2 separate regions of the Canis lupus genome follow, and region 1 is linked to region 2. The links are chromatin contacts, called in public Hi-C maps. All regions are on one chromosome and are shown on one strand. Each heading gives the region's core, a stretch centred on a gene start, on an enhancer-like site or on the middle of the called end of the contact. The rest is flanking DNA. Distances are from core to core; before and after follow the strand shown.

Evidence for each region. A called contact is a pair of places that touch in the nucleus more often than the background predicts.
Region 1: a contact with region 2 is called in a Hi-C map of skin fibroblasts, with 2.2 times the contacts expected there. The contact joins the enhancer-like site here to the promoter of SLC22A1 in region 2. A contact is called at or near these places in 2 of 9 Hi-C or Micro-C datasets (amygdala and skin fibroblasts).

What each region holds. Positions count from the first base shown.
Region 1 is chr1:50,049,715-50,052,980 of UU_Cfam_GSD_1.0, forward strand. It overlaps SLC22A3 (solute carrier family 22 member 3), which reads left to right. Exons shown (of 11, transcript XM_038526496.1): 11 at 1-1,356. It overlaps PLG (plasminogen), which reads right to left. Exons shown (of 19, transcript NM_001286960.1): 18 at 3,004-3,149; 19 at 1,958-2,384. The coding sequence ends at 2,223. Among named protein-coding and RNA genes, the nearest start is that of PLG, 38 kb to the right of the region's middle. Within about 2 kb of position 1,552, at least 2 of the 20 cell types and tissues checked have an H3K27ac peak or open chromatin away from gene starts, as enhancers often do.
Region 2 is chr1:49,818,943-49,822,561 of UU_Cfam_GSD_1.0, forward strand. It overlaps SLC22A1 (solute carrier family 22 member 1), which reads left to right and starts at 1,854. Exons shown (of 13, transcript XM_038526495.1): 1 at 1,854-2,476; 2 at 2,478-2,534. The coding sequence starts at 2,123.

The sequences.
Region 1 (3,266 bases), core at 302-2,801, 230 kb after region 2:
TATCCAGAGTATTTTTCTATAATGTGGGCTGAGTTAGGATTTATAATGCTATTGAAGTTTCTGGGAACACATAGTATGTGGCTGGTTTAGCAAAGGATCTGTTGTGTGGGTAGCTCCCCCTGAGTGATTTCCTGAAGTTGGAGCAGTGTCTCTGACCCTTTGGGTTACTGAAGGACGAGAGAAGCCCTCCGCAGAGTCCCATGACCGCTCACTCCATCACAGATGCAGGATGTGCCACCTGGGGGTCTGGGAACAGGGTATAGAAATTCCTTCATCAAACCTGATCAAGGAACTCAAGCTCTGACCTGAGTGCTCCGAAGCAACCAGGGAAGATCAGGATCTGGAGACACTGAACCTAAGGACCTTGGGCCACGTGGTACTGAGCCTTCCCTTTCTCTCCTTGCTCTGACTCTGTACGCTCTGTAGCATCTGGGCTTGTTGGCACATTCAGGCCTCATTCCATGATTCAGAACAAATCCGCTGTCCAATTTGAGGATTTGGCTCTGTTATTTCATCAGTCAGTTTTGGGCCTGAGATGATTTGGAATAGCTTGGTCCCGGTTTAGTGGACATCTAGAGCCACACACTCTGTTCCTAATTGAACAAAACCCATGGATTATGATGTCATAGGTCTTCATTTTCATCGTAAAGGGATATTTATCTTATACCTGGGAGTTCAGTTCTGTGATGCTGCCTGTGGTCAAGAGTGAAAAACGCGGATTGGTCTTGTTCAATCTTGACACTTGTAACTTGTCTTGGGAGGAAGCTTACATTTTAATTTAAAAGAAAGGTCAGTTATATCCATGCTTAAAAGAATTAGCAAAAGCTTTATAACTGATGTCATAGACACTAATAAGGAATACGGTCCCTTTTTTGTTACGGAGACTTTTGAAATGTGGAGCTTACATGCAAACATGTTATCTTTCTCTGTTGTTTTGCTTTATGTGTTGTATTTGTTGTATTTTCAGATTCAGAGTAAATCTGATGTAGAGTTTTTTTTAATGATTTATTTTGCGTGGACAGACAAAATGGGCACCAAGGGAAATCTTGCCAATGAAGAAGAAAATTCTATGTGAGCACGTGACAATATGTACAGCGTATGTGTAAACAAGCTTTTTAATCCTTAAAGCACAACAGAGTTGAATATGAGTGTTTTCTTTTTCAACGAGGCAAACACTGCTCTTTGAGGACTTAATGCTGCAGTCACCCATTCACGCACACTTGGGTTTTCGCTCTCTCTGCATTTCTCCTTGCTGTAAGATGACTGTTCCTCCTTGAAACTCTCACCTTGCAATTGTATTTTGAGTTGATATTTTTGTTCTGGTAACAATAAAAAATTTTCCATTGTCAAGTAAAATTAGTGTTCATTTCCTTTCTTCCTTTTGACCATGTGTCACTGTCAAACACTATTCCCATGAGACCATGTGTACTTCCTATCTGCGCAGCCAATGAGCAATGGAAATTAAGTGGTCCACCTTCAGTGTATGTTCGTTGTTCCTTCACAGGCCCTTGGTACCATTCCTGGATTCAGATGTGACCCAGAATAGCATTCAGACTCTCTACTGGTCTTGTATTACACTTGCATTGCCCAGTCCCCTGCACAGTGTACAACTCTCTGCCCAGTATCTCCTGTGCTGGGGTAACGTCAAGTTGTCAGTAACACATTTCATTCCCAAGAATAGAATTTGTTCTCATGACTCCCCATATATCCTGAAGCTCTGAAAACATTCATCTCAGTGCCAGAAATAAAGACTTTAGAGATGTATGTCAAGCTGTCTCTTGCAGACAAGATAGATATCTGAGTGACTTACTGGGACCTCTCTGCTCCTTTCTCTATGATCTTACAGTCTTCTTAGTCCTTTTTGCAACTATACCTTATAAGGAAGCGAGAAATCACCTAAGTCTATTAGAGTTACACTACTTAAAATTGGTAGGATAAACAAAGAACACGAAACCAATGAAGTTCAAAAAAAACTTAAAGGAAGTACAGAGTTTATTTTCAATAAATGTTATAGATGTGTCACTTATTATTACAGAATCCAACAGTCCACGCACGGGAAACATTTATCCACAATAATACTAAAAAACGTTGAGGTTTGGCAGTAGATGGTATAAGTACAGTGTCTTGATTTGATTACTGTCAATTATTTCTGAGCATGCTAAATTCCCTACCCGTGTTCTGGCTTCTAGGTATGTTGATGAATCACTCTGTCTCCCATCCAACTAATTATTTCTCATTATTCCTTCAATCCAAGTAACAAACCTTGACACACGAACATAGACACCAGGCTTATTGGGACGGGCACAGCCAAGACCCCAAGAAGTGACTCCTTGTAAAATGTACTTGTCCTTCTCGAAGCAAACCAGAGGTCCTCCACTGTCACCCTATACAGAGAGAGAGAAAAAAAGTCCATGTGAGGATTAAACCACCATCCTTTTGTTATGGGATGTCATCCTTCTATTATCCAAGTATAAGTTTCCCCAGCATTTGAACATTCTTTTCCAATTAGAAAGGAACTTACTAATATATTATTTGAATATCTGCTGTGCTTCAGCACCTAACAAAGCATATTTAACACAACCGCACCAGTTTGTGTTGCTGGGGAACAGCTCCCTTGTGAATATGGTACTCACCCCTTCCTGCCTTGGGGCTTCCCTTATGCAGAGTAAATCCAAGAGCAATTTCAAAGGGGGTGTAGTTGGTCTTTGTCTCACACTCTCCCTCACTTCTCTACCAGAAAGGCCATCCACCAGCATACTCTCCAGAAGATGTGGGGGCTGTGGTAGTGATGGTACTCACCTACTCCCTTACAACTGATCTAGAACTCACCAAGAAATCCCCTTAGGTGAGCTCAATCAGAATTCAGAGACAAACCTCAAATGTTTCTGGGTAGCATTTGGACTACGGCCTTCAGTTGACAAAGCCTTCCTGAATTTGCCATTTTGGGGGCTGAAAGATCTAAGAGGCCAAGACAGGACAGCAGAAGATTGACTTTGTTCTTACCTGACAACTGTCTGTGCCTCCAGCCAAATTCCCCGCGCAAAGCTCTGTCGATTTGACTCTTCCATTCAGATACTCATAGCGATTACACACTTTGTTCTCAATCACAGGCAGCTGGGCTTCCTTGAGAAGCCCCGCACCATACGTGCCTGTGTTTAAAAAGATTAAAGAAATGGTTACTGGATCCAAAACATGCCCACAAGGAAAATTCTAGAACAACAGAGCAGCAAGGACAGATCTCTTGGTTGTCCACGAGGTTGTATAAA
Region 2 (3,619 bases), core at 604-3,103:
CGCGGGACGTGAGTCTCTGTCTGAGAGGCCAGAGGACCTGACGGCTCGCTCCCAGCTCTGCCCCACGATGAGCAGGCCCCTCGCTCTGATTTCCCCCCACAGGAGGCCAAGGGGGAAGCAGGGTGAAGGCCTGGAGGGGCCGGGGACCCCAGGCTGCCCCTCTGCCCCCTTCCCTGCTCCGAGATTGGCCACAGAGGGGGTGTGTGCAGTCGGATGGGCCGAGGGGAGAGCTGCTCGAGCCCGGCCTCTGCTGCCAATGCCTGGCCTCGGCCGTCAGTCCGGCAAGTGAGGTCCCAGGGGGCACGCGTGGAGCACAGGTAGCCAGCCACAGGCCTTGGGAGCGAGGTGGCTCCTAGGCCCCCAGGCCCTTCAGGACCCTGCTGCTCCCCAGAGCCCACAGTTTCTCTCCTCGTTTATTGCTGTGTAGCCACATCACCACAAAACTAGGTGCGTAAGGCCACACACATGTGTCTCCCATGTCTGGGGGACAGAAGCGTGGCCACAGTGTAGCTGGACCCTCTGCAGTCTGGGGAAAAATCTCCTTCTGAGCCCACGTCGTCCCTGCAGTTGTCAGCACCTTATGTCCTTGCCACGTGGGCTCCCCCACAGGGCCATTTGCTCCATCAAAGGCAGCAATGGGAAGAGGAACGTGGCTGTTAAACTGTGATGTAATCACATGGGTGGCATTGCCACATTGGATGTGTTGCATGGAGACAGGCGAGTCTCAGGTCCCATGGATACCCCAAGGTGCCGACTCCAGCAGGGGGCCACCTTGCCATCCCAGCCTGCTACACCCTTCCTGCCTTTTCTCACCGACTGCTTGCCCTCCCGCCCCGTCCCCCTCCCCCCGTCAACCCACTGGATAGATGGAAGGTGCTCGACTGGCTGAGGGGTCAGTGTGGGGGGCTCCCCTAGTGCCGTCCACTGGAGCTCTCCCTTTGTAAGTCTGTGCCCCCCTGAACTGTAAGCTGTTGGGAGGTAGGGGCTGCCCCAACTCTGCGTCCTGGAGCCTGGGGCTGCTGGAAACGTGTAGGGACTTGGCACGGTATTTGTGGAGTGAGCCAAAGAACTAACACAGCAGGTGGTGAAGAAGGGCCGGTTAATAAATGAAGGGATGTTGCTCTGGAGCTGAAGGAGGTTCAAGTTCAGTGACAGCGTGGACTTGGAGGCTGCTGTTAGCTCCCTAAGCTTCTGTTTCCCCAGCTGAGCAGTGGGGAGTCTGATCACACCTCCCGTGAAGGCCGTCGTGAGGAGTTCCAGAACACACGCAGGAGCCCTGTGCTGGAGGCTGACGGCCTTGTCATTGATGGTCACTGGTCAGCCTGGCTGGTGGCTGAGTCTAGAGCCTTTCACCTGGGATGCTGGCCTGCAGAGCCCTCGGCGGCGGCGGCAAATAGGATCAGATGCTCTGCAGAGCCAAGCTCGAGGCCAGTCCGTGCAGGGGGTGGGGGTGGGGGTAAGGGTGGGGATGGGGGTAGGGTACAGGCCAGCCTATGAGCCGCCGGATTGCACAGCCCCTGTAGCTGTGCCAGCAGGCAGCTGGCCCTCTTTGATTTAGCTGGATTCTAAAATGAAGTTTTTAGATAAGCAATCTCTCTGGAAGAGCCAACCAGGGGGTTTACCCAGCGGGCTCTAACTCTCTCCTCTCTGGGAGGGAGCTCTGACTCCAGAGAATTCAAGGGGGCACCTGGGTGGCTCAGCGGTTGAGCATCTGCCTTCGCCTCAGGTTGTGATCCAGGGTCCAGGGATCGAGTCCCACATGGGGCTCCCCCACAGAGAGCCTGCTTCTCCCTCTCTCTGTGTCTCTCATGAATGAATAAATAAAATCTTTAAAAAAAAAAAAAAAAAAAAGAGAGAGAGAGAAAGAGAATTTGAACCTCCACCTAGTTGACTTGCTTCCCGGCCAAGCCATGTGGCCAGTCACCCTCCTGCTTCCACCCTTGCCTGTCATGGGCGCCACGGGGTGAAAGATCGCTTCCAGTTGGTCGGCTTCCAGGTAGACGTGCTTGGACAGCAACTTGCTTTCGAACCAGCCCATCGCAGAGAAGTCCGCACGGAACATTGACCCTGGCCACCGCGGCCGCGACAGCTGGGTCAAAGTGATGAAGGTGCTGGCTCCGTTATGCCCACCGTGGATGATATTCTGGAGCAGGTCGGCGAGTTTGGCTGGTTCCAGAAGCAAGCCTTCCTGACCCTATGCCTGCTCTCGGCTGCCTTCGCCCCCGTCTACGTGGGCATCGTCTTCCTGGCCTTCACCCCGGATCACCGCTGCCTGAGCCCCGGGGCGGCCGAGCTGGGCCGGCGATGCGGCTGGAGCGCGGCGGAGGAGCTCAACTACACGGTGCCGGGCCCGGGGCCCACGGGCGACGCCTTCCCCCGCCAGTGCCGCAGCTACGCGGTGGACTGGAACCAGAGCGCCCTGGGCTGCGTGGACCCGCTGGCCGGCCTGGCCGCCAACAGGAGCCACCTGCCGCTCGGGCCCTTGTCTGCACGGCTGGGCCTACGACACGCCCGGCTCCTCCATCGTGACCGAGGTGAGGCCGGGCCCTGTGTTTGAGGGAACAGGAGGGCTGCAGGGGCAGGGAGGAAGCACACCGCAAATCCTAGAAGGTTCAGCTTCGCATCAGGGAAGAAGGGGGGAGAATTTTATTCGCTGATCACCTAGGCCATGTCCGGCGCTGTCCTGGGCACTCGGTGGCCTGCTTCTCCTGTCTGGTCCCCTGTAGACGTGGGGTATTAGAGGAGCGGGCTGGAGGTAGGGGAGACCTTTGCAAGCCAGGCTGAGCTGGATTGTTAGGACATTGGTCTGCAGGGAGACAGGTTCCTCTTCTTTCTGGCCCACTGGCTTCTCTAAGAGCCTGCTGCATTCACTTGGGGTGTCATTAGATTGGTGGGTCTCCCTTTCTGCACTCATGAGAGAGCTAAATGCTGGCTGGGATCGTGTGGAAGCAGCTCTGGCTTTGGAGAAGGACCTTTTTTTTCTTTTTTTTTTTCTTTTTATTTATTTATTTATTCATGAGAGACACACACAGAGAGAGAGGCAGAGACTCAGCAGAGGGAGAAGCAGGCTCCATGCAGGGAGCCCCACGTGGGACTCGATCCAGGGGCTCCAGGATCAGGCCCTAGGCTGAAGGCGGCGTTACACCGCTGAGCCACCCGGGCTGCCCGGAGAAGGACCTTTTCAAAGCCAGCCGTGCCCCAGATCAGTTGGGCGTCACTGAGTACGTTACTCAGGGCCTCTGAGCCTCCACTGCCTCACGGGCCAGCCAGGAATGGCAAGTCACCTGCCCCACAGGATTGGCAAGTTCAACGGTACATGGCATCAGTGCTGGGGCTGCGTCAGGGGCCCTGCTCCTGGCCTACAGGTGGGACGATGGCGTCAGAGGGCCTCATTTGCATAGTTCAGTGGGTTCTTTCTGTATGGTGCCTTGAGAATATTTTAATAAAAAGCCACTAGATTTTTTTTTTTCCCTTCATAGACCTTGTAAAAAGTGTTACATTGTGAAAAGTGTGGGCACTTGGAGATTGGCATTGAGGACCATTGTTGAAACCAGAGGCCGGAAGTTATGCAGAGGCACTCTGTTAGCAAAGCCTGGTTTTGGCGAGGGCACTGCTTAGC